2 separate regions of the Pan troglodytes genome follow, and region 1 is linked to region 2. Evidence: chromatin contacts called from public Hi-C data. All regions are on one chromosome and are shown on one strand. The core of a region is the stretch at or near the end of the contact, and the rest is flanking DNA. Distances in the headings are between cores, read along the strand shown.

The links. Hi-C and Micro-C count contacts between places; a contact is called where the count stands out from the background.
Region 1: a contact with region 2 is called in a Hi-C map of stem cell-derived neural progenitor cells, with 3 times the contacts expected there. The contact joins the enhancer-like site here to the promoter of SGK1 in region 2. A contact is called at or near these places in 2 of 7 Hi-C or Micro-C datasets (induced pluripotent stem cells and stem cell-derived neural progenitor cells).

What each region holds. Positions count from the first base shown.
Region 1 is chr5:146,301,733-146,305,013 of NHGRI_mPanTro3-v2.0_pri, reverse strand. All of the region lies in intron 4 of LOC104006989 (a long non-coding RNA gene), which reads left to right. Among named protein-coding and RNA genes, the nearest start is that of SGK1, 260 kb to the right of the region's middle. Within about 2 kb of position 1,868, at least 8 of the 24 cell types and tissues checked have an H3K27ac peak or open chromatin away from gene starts, as enhancers often do. A contact at or near this core is called in stem cell-derived neural progenitor cells, where this site is marked.
Region 2 is chr5:146,038,769-146,042,287 of NHGRI_mPanTro3-v2.0_pri, reverse strand. SGK1 (serum/glucocorticoid regulated kinase 1) reads left to right here and starts at 1,630. Exons shown (of 12, transcript NM_001302422.1): 1 at 1,630-1,761; 2 at 1,907-1,982; 3 at 2,413-2,488; 4 at 2,923-3,027; 5 at 3,133-3,216; 6 at 3,336-3,467. The coding sequence starts at 1,686.

The DNA.
Region 1 (3,281 bases), core at 619-3,118, 260 kb before region 2:
CTCTAATCCCCAGTTCCTACCACAGTGACTGGTAATAACTTTCAGTAATTATGTGCACGATGCACATTTCCTTGTTAACTAAATATTTTACTTATTTCGATTGTAACCTGTAACTTTTATAGAATCCTTGCAAGGTGACCAGAAAGCTCTTTTTTGAGGAGCATAATTCTTGTTTGCGCTATTTTTTTACTCGTGTCTTTTCCTAGTGATGATATTGTCTCTCCAGCACTCTCTCTCCTCCCCTCAACCCGTCCTTCTCCATCCCTGTTTCTGTAATCTCTTTATCCTAATTATAAGCTACTTAATAGAGAAAGAAAATAATTGTAACAAAGGGAAAATTTCCTTAAATGCATTACCTTTTTTCTGAAATTTGCAACAATGGCAGGATTCTTAGTAGAGCTAGCAAGCACCACTTACAGTTCTTAGGCAAAAAACCGAAGCCAAAGGACATCATCTGTCATGGAGAAAGACCCAATAGGGGAGAATATTTCCAAAATTCACATCATCAACAGCAGTATGAAATGAGAGTGATGCTAAGAGTCTGACATATACCAGCATGTAAGGGCCAGTCGCACTAGTGGGTGTCAGAGGTTACTTCTTCATTCATAGCTAAAAAGTGGAAGATGATTCATATGTCTTTGCTACTGATGTAAACAAAACACGGTAGGTGGACAGCACCCTCTGAGGGAGATGGAGATGCTGGTGAGTGGGTCGATAAGGAAGTCACTCTGCCAGCCGCCTCCTTCTTCCCAAATGTGCACAAACTCCACCTTGTAAGGTGTCCAAGGACAATGACTTATTCCACAGCAGGTGCAAACACTCAAGATTTCAGTGAGTGTCAACCTCAAATAGCTTAGGTGCTGAATCTAAATTCCACAATCTGTCGACCTGACATTGTCCTCTCTTCAGGTGTTTATATGGCCCTGGAAAAAGAAATAGTTCCATTACATAAAAGGAATTACAAAAATAATGCACCCAAACTCCAGAGAGTACTTACCGTCTTGCATCATTTTGCAATAGTTTCAGTTTCAGATCTGCATAGAATGTTGACCAGGGATAAGGATTAACAAATCTTAAGTATGAGCATTTTGGGTCTTTTATTTCCTTAATTTCATTGACAATAGCTGTGTCATTGACACTTTTTAGGCATATCATTATATGTATGCTCAGAATTCACTTCCAAGAGAGTAAAATATGGCAAAGGATCATTTTAATCCAGTTGTTATCTTTTTATTTATACCCAAATTTTGTATATCTTATATGACAATTGATTTCTACTTTATCTGGTTGTATGATGAGGATGAGTTATTTTTTAAAAACACACTGTTACTTATAACTTAAACCCAATTTGGGCTTCATAAGAATTGTCCTTCTTTCAGGCTAATATTTATGCTAACAATTGTCACAACCATAATGGAGGAAAAAAATATTTTAAGGACAAGAATGTCACTTGAGAATAAGTGAACACCCCCTGTGACTTGGCATTTCTTGGAAGAAAGGAAGGTGCTGTGACATGCCCCTGTCATTCTGAGGTCCTCTGGAAAGGGCTGTCGTTCACAGTTGCCTGGGCAAGGATGAGCAGGACGCATGTTTGGTGACTCAAAACATGCCGTTAAGAGTAACTAGGGTGGAACGATGCATAGCCACCATTTCAATTATGTTGGGCTATCAAAACTTTCTTAGGCAAAAGATTAAACATGTTTTTCACCAATTGTAATGGTGCTTATTTCGTTGTGTTTTGTTTTTTAAATGAGCTATTGTTAGTGCCTGTTTCTCAGAAACATAACTTACTGTAAGAATCCACACAGAGGCTTAGTCACACAGCCCACCCCTCCTTTGTGCGTTTCAGATGAACAAGGGGCGTGTCTGCAAAGCATTTGCCACTGACTCATTGCACTCCCCACACAGTGAGCGATGAGCAGTAAGTGACCAGGAAGATGACAGAATCCCATCATTGTTTTGGTATTTAGAAACTAGTAAACAGTGAAATCTTGTTTTAGCTACAAATAAAAACAAAAATATTCCATTCCTTTCTCTTCTCGAGGGTGTGCATAGGTGGAAGTGAATGTGCTCTTGTATGAGGACACATACACCTCGTTATTCAAATAGGTATGAGGAGACTCCAGAGAGCTGTGTTCTTAAGATCTATGTAGGAATAAGTAGTAGTTGCCAGATAGGGTTATTACCAAGGAAACCTAAGGCTGAAGTATATAAAAATCTGCCCACTGATGACTTTGTTTGACTTTCGGTTTTCTCATTTTAATTGCAGGATGCTCTGCAGCCTTACCATCCCTTAGTCTTTCCTCTACAAATATAGTATTCATAGTAATTCACTTAGTTTTCTATGACATTGAAATGAAAATTATAGGTATAAAAATTAGGTTTACAAAAATCATTTGGAATTCTTCTGCACTGAGGATTTGTCTACTCTCTCCTATTTGTTCAGTTCTTTAATCACTTATTTTCATCAGTATGGGCATGTGGATATTTATCTTAAGCTTTGAGTTATAGTCCAACAGTGCACTGTTGATCGATTGATTGATTTGCTTAAATTGTTTCAGTTTTGGCCATTGGGAACTTTTTCAGCCATGTGTCTTTTTGACATATTCCCATCACTGTGGATTTTTTTTTTAATTTTTTTATTTTTTGCTCTCATTTGAGTGCCTCCTTGCCTTCTGGAACTACAAGATGCTGCAGGCTTATCTTAGGTATTCCCTTCCCCGTCCTAAAATCAGCCATGTCTCCAAGTAACCATTGGAGAATGGTATTAGAAATCAAGATCGGGGCCGGGTGTAGTGGCTCACGCCTGTAATCCCAACACTTTGGGAGGCTGAGGCAGGCAGATCACCTGAGGTCAGGAGTTCGAGACCAGCCTGGCCAACATGGTGAAACCCTGTCTCTACTAGAAATACAAAAAATTAGCCGGGCTTGGTGGTGGGCGCCTTGAATCCCAGCTACTTGGGAGACTGAGGCAGGGAATCACTTGAACCCGGGAGGTGGAGGTTGCACTGAGCCGAGATCACACCATTGCACTCCAGCCTGGGGGACAGAGCGAGACTCCATCTCAAAAAAATAAATAAATAAAAGAAATCAAGATCTTCTTGCTACTGGAATGTTGACAGAACAGGGAAATATATACGTGTGTTCTAATAATTATATGTACACATATCTATAAGTATTTATATATGTAATTATTCGTATCTATATTAAGCTAAATGTGAGTGCATACAGTTGTCTCAACTCTAATCCTATACCACATGGATCATTCTAGCCTCTTTCCT
Region 2 (3,519 bases), core at 381-2,880:
GCGGCTCCCAGACATCCCCCAGCCGCGGGGTTACTGGAAGGCACCGGCATCGCTGCTCTGCAGAGCCCGGGCCGCCGCCTCCAGCTTCCCTCTCTTCCCTGCCTTCTGCAGCGGAGTCACCCGGCTAATCTTTCAGGATAAAGTCACAGTTTATGTGGGACTCATATAAAGAAAGAGCGAGGTGGCAAAACTAAGAAGCCCTGGGGCAGCCTTGAGTTAAACCCAGGGAGGGTAGGGACGATTTTAAGACCATGTATCATGACCTGCAGGGTTTTCAGGTGGGACAGCGGGAGAGGAGCAGGCCCCACAGAGGAATCGAGGATGCCCGGGTCACGCCAGGTCGGCCCCCGGGCAAAGCTACCCCTCCCTTCGCTTGTTACCTCCTCACGTGTTCTTGGCATGGCAGAGATTAAAAATGCAAGGAAAAAAATTACATGCGGAACGGACAAAATGTTCTCAGAGATTACTTCAGAAAAAAAAAAGTGAAATGCAGATTGTACTTCTTCCTTTAGTGCAGAGACGACTTTTATTTCCGCCCCCTCCCCTCCACATTCCTGACCTCTCCCTCCCCCTTTTCCCTCTTTCTTTCCTTCCTTCCTCCTCTTCCAAGTTCTGGGATTTTTCAGCCTTGCTTGGTTTTGGCCAAAAGCACAAAAAAGGCGTTTTCGGAAGCGACCCGACCGTGCACAAGGGCCATTTGTTTGTTTTGGGACTCGGGGCAGGAAATCTTGCCCGGCCTGAGTCACGGCGGCTCCTTCAAGGAAACGTCAGTGCTCGCCGGTCGCTCTCGTCTGCCGCGCGCCCCGCCGCCCGCTGCCCATGGGGGAGATGCAGGGCGCGCTGGCCAGAGCCCGGCTCGAGTCCCTGCTGCGGCCCCGCCACAAAAAGAGGGCCGAGGCGCAGAAAAGGAGCGAGTCCTTCCTGCTGAGCGGACTGGGTAAGCGCCGCCGCCGGCCCCGCTGGGGGCTTGGCTCACTTCCCCAGAGCGGCTCGGAGGCAGGGGCCGGCTTTCGTCGGAGTTCTCGGGGCCGGGGTCCCGGCGGCGGGAACGGGAGGACCTGGCAGGCGAGGTCGCGCGCGGAGGCCTGCGCCCCAGGGATAAACCCCGGAGGGTGGCGCGCACCGCCGGCTCGGGCTGGGGAGGAGGGTGGGGGTCCGGCCGCAGGACGGCGCCTGGCCAGGGAGAGGGTATCTGCAGGGACAGTGAGCTAAGCCACCGTGGCCGCCGCGCACCAGCCGGGAAGCGCTTCGGCGCTGCGAACCCGGCTTTCTCCGGCGGCGGAATAAATGAGAGAGGTGGAAAACTACCCCGGGCTCTCCGGCCCTCCCCGCCCCCTCCGCCGGCGCGTTCTCTCTCTCCTGCCCCAGGAGCCGATGGAGACTGATAACGGCCCTGCGCCAGGCCGTCCCCGGGCGGTCCTCGCGCCCCCGCCCGGGGCTCGCCCTCTCAATGGGGACAGAACCGCCCGCCGCAGGCAGCGTAGCCGCCAGCAAACCGCGAGGCCGTCGGGGCGGGGCGAGGGGCGAGGCGAAGGGCGAGGCGAAGGGCGGGGCCACTTCTCAGTGTCGCGCAGGCCCCGCCCCCGCGGCGGTGCCTTGTTTATAGGGCCGAGCGCGCGGCCTGGCGCAGCATACGCCGAGCCGGTCTTTGAGCGCTAACGTCTTTCTGTGTCCCCGCGGTGGTGATGACGGTGAAAACTGAGGCTGCTAAGGGCACCCTCACTTACTCCAGGATGAGGGGCATGGTGGCAGTTCTCATCGGTGAGTTCAGGAATCTTGTGGGACTTCTGCTCCAGGAGACGCAAAGTGGAAATTTTTTCAAAGTCCCGGATCAGATTAGTGTGTGTGGCGCCGGACGTTATGAAGCCGTCTAAACGTTTCTTTATTTCTCCTCCTTCATCCACAGCTTTCATGAAGCAGAGGAGGATGGGTCTGAACGACTTTATTCAGAAGATTGCCAATAACTCCTATGCATGCAAACAGTAAGTTTGACCGGATTTGAGGAAATAACTAGTATAGTTTGAATTTGCCAGCGGTAAACATTCTCATCACGGCGTTTATCGGGAAGGCGAAGACTTCTTCTGGGGTGGGGATCTCATTTCTCCTTAAATTCTAATATATTTGACACATTTTAAACATTAAAGTTAATTTGCTGATTTGGCTTGAACTGGAGATGTAAGATAAATGGTTCGTGTCGGCCGAATTCACGGCCTTTCTCCATGAGCAACAATCCTTATTTCTGTATTTAATGGGGTTTATTATTTTCTTTAACTGACTAATGTATTGGGGTATTTTCAGTTTAAACAGTGAATTATCCGGGTAGAAGTCGGTAGAGCCAGAAACTCACTTTTGATGTTGGTGTGCCCCCTAGTGGCGAGCTGGATTCTAAATCGTGCCCTTTATTCTCTGCAGCCCTGAAGTTCAGTCCATCTTGAAAATCTCCCAACCTCAGGAGCCTGAGCTTATGAATGCCAACCCTTCTCCTCCAGTAAGTTTTTGTATGTGCCGTGCATCTGTGGAGAACTGTAAGGGAGTCAGTTAGTATTCCTACATTAATGGATTAAAATAGCATTTCTAGAAATTAGTATCAAGGCAGGAATGCTTCATTATGGCATAACAAGTGATATAAATATTTAAGTATTGAGTCAGAGTATTATTTTTTTTCCTGGGCATATTTTACTTCCAAAGTGGTTATTTTAAAAGGCATATTTCATAAAAAGGTTTTATCTGTCTGAAACAACATGATTGTGTGCAGTTTCCATACTCATTTGAAATGTGATGAAATGTAGTTTTGAATGTTTATAGATGTATGGTCATTTGCATCAGTCATTTGTAGATGTAACATTTTCTACATCGTTTATATTATAGATGTCTTCCTTTGAAGCAATGGTATTAAAAGAAATTCTTTTTTTTTTTTTCTAGCCAAGTCCTTCTCAGCAAATCAACCTTGGCCCGTCGTCCAATCCTCATGCTAAACCATCTGACTTTCACTTCTTGAAAGTGATCGGAAAGGGCAGTTTTGGAAAGGTAATTTCAAATCTGAAGATCTTTTGGTACACTTCCTTCGTGTCCTCTTTTACATTCTCCCTGGATGAGGATAGAAAAATGATTTTTTTTAAATTGAAATTTCAGGTTCTTCTAGCAAGACACAAGGCAGAAGAAGTGTTCTATGCAGTCAAAGTTTTACAGAAGAAAGCAATCCTGAAAAAGAAAGAGGTATGAGATGTGCTTGATGGGGCTGGCATTGGCGGTAGACACTCCTTGAATAATCTTGATCCTGGAATGTTGGTGCCAAGTTGAAACATGCCACTAAATCTGAATCGTCATTTTCCTAGGAGAAGCATATTATGTCGGAGCGGAATGTTCTGTTGAAGAATGTGAAGCACCCTTTCCTGGTGGGCCTTCACTTCTCTTTCCAGACTGCTGACAAATTGTACTTTGTCTTAGACTACATTAATGGTGGAGAGGTGAGCAGGGGGGATAGAAGTCAACTCTTAGTGTCTCTGCACAGCCTGCTTT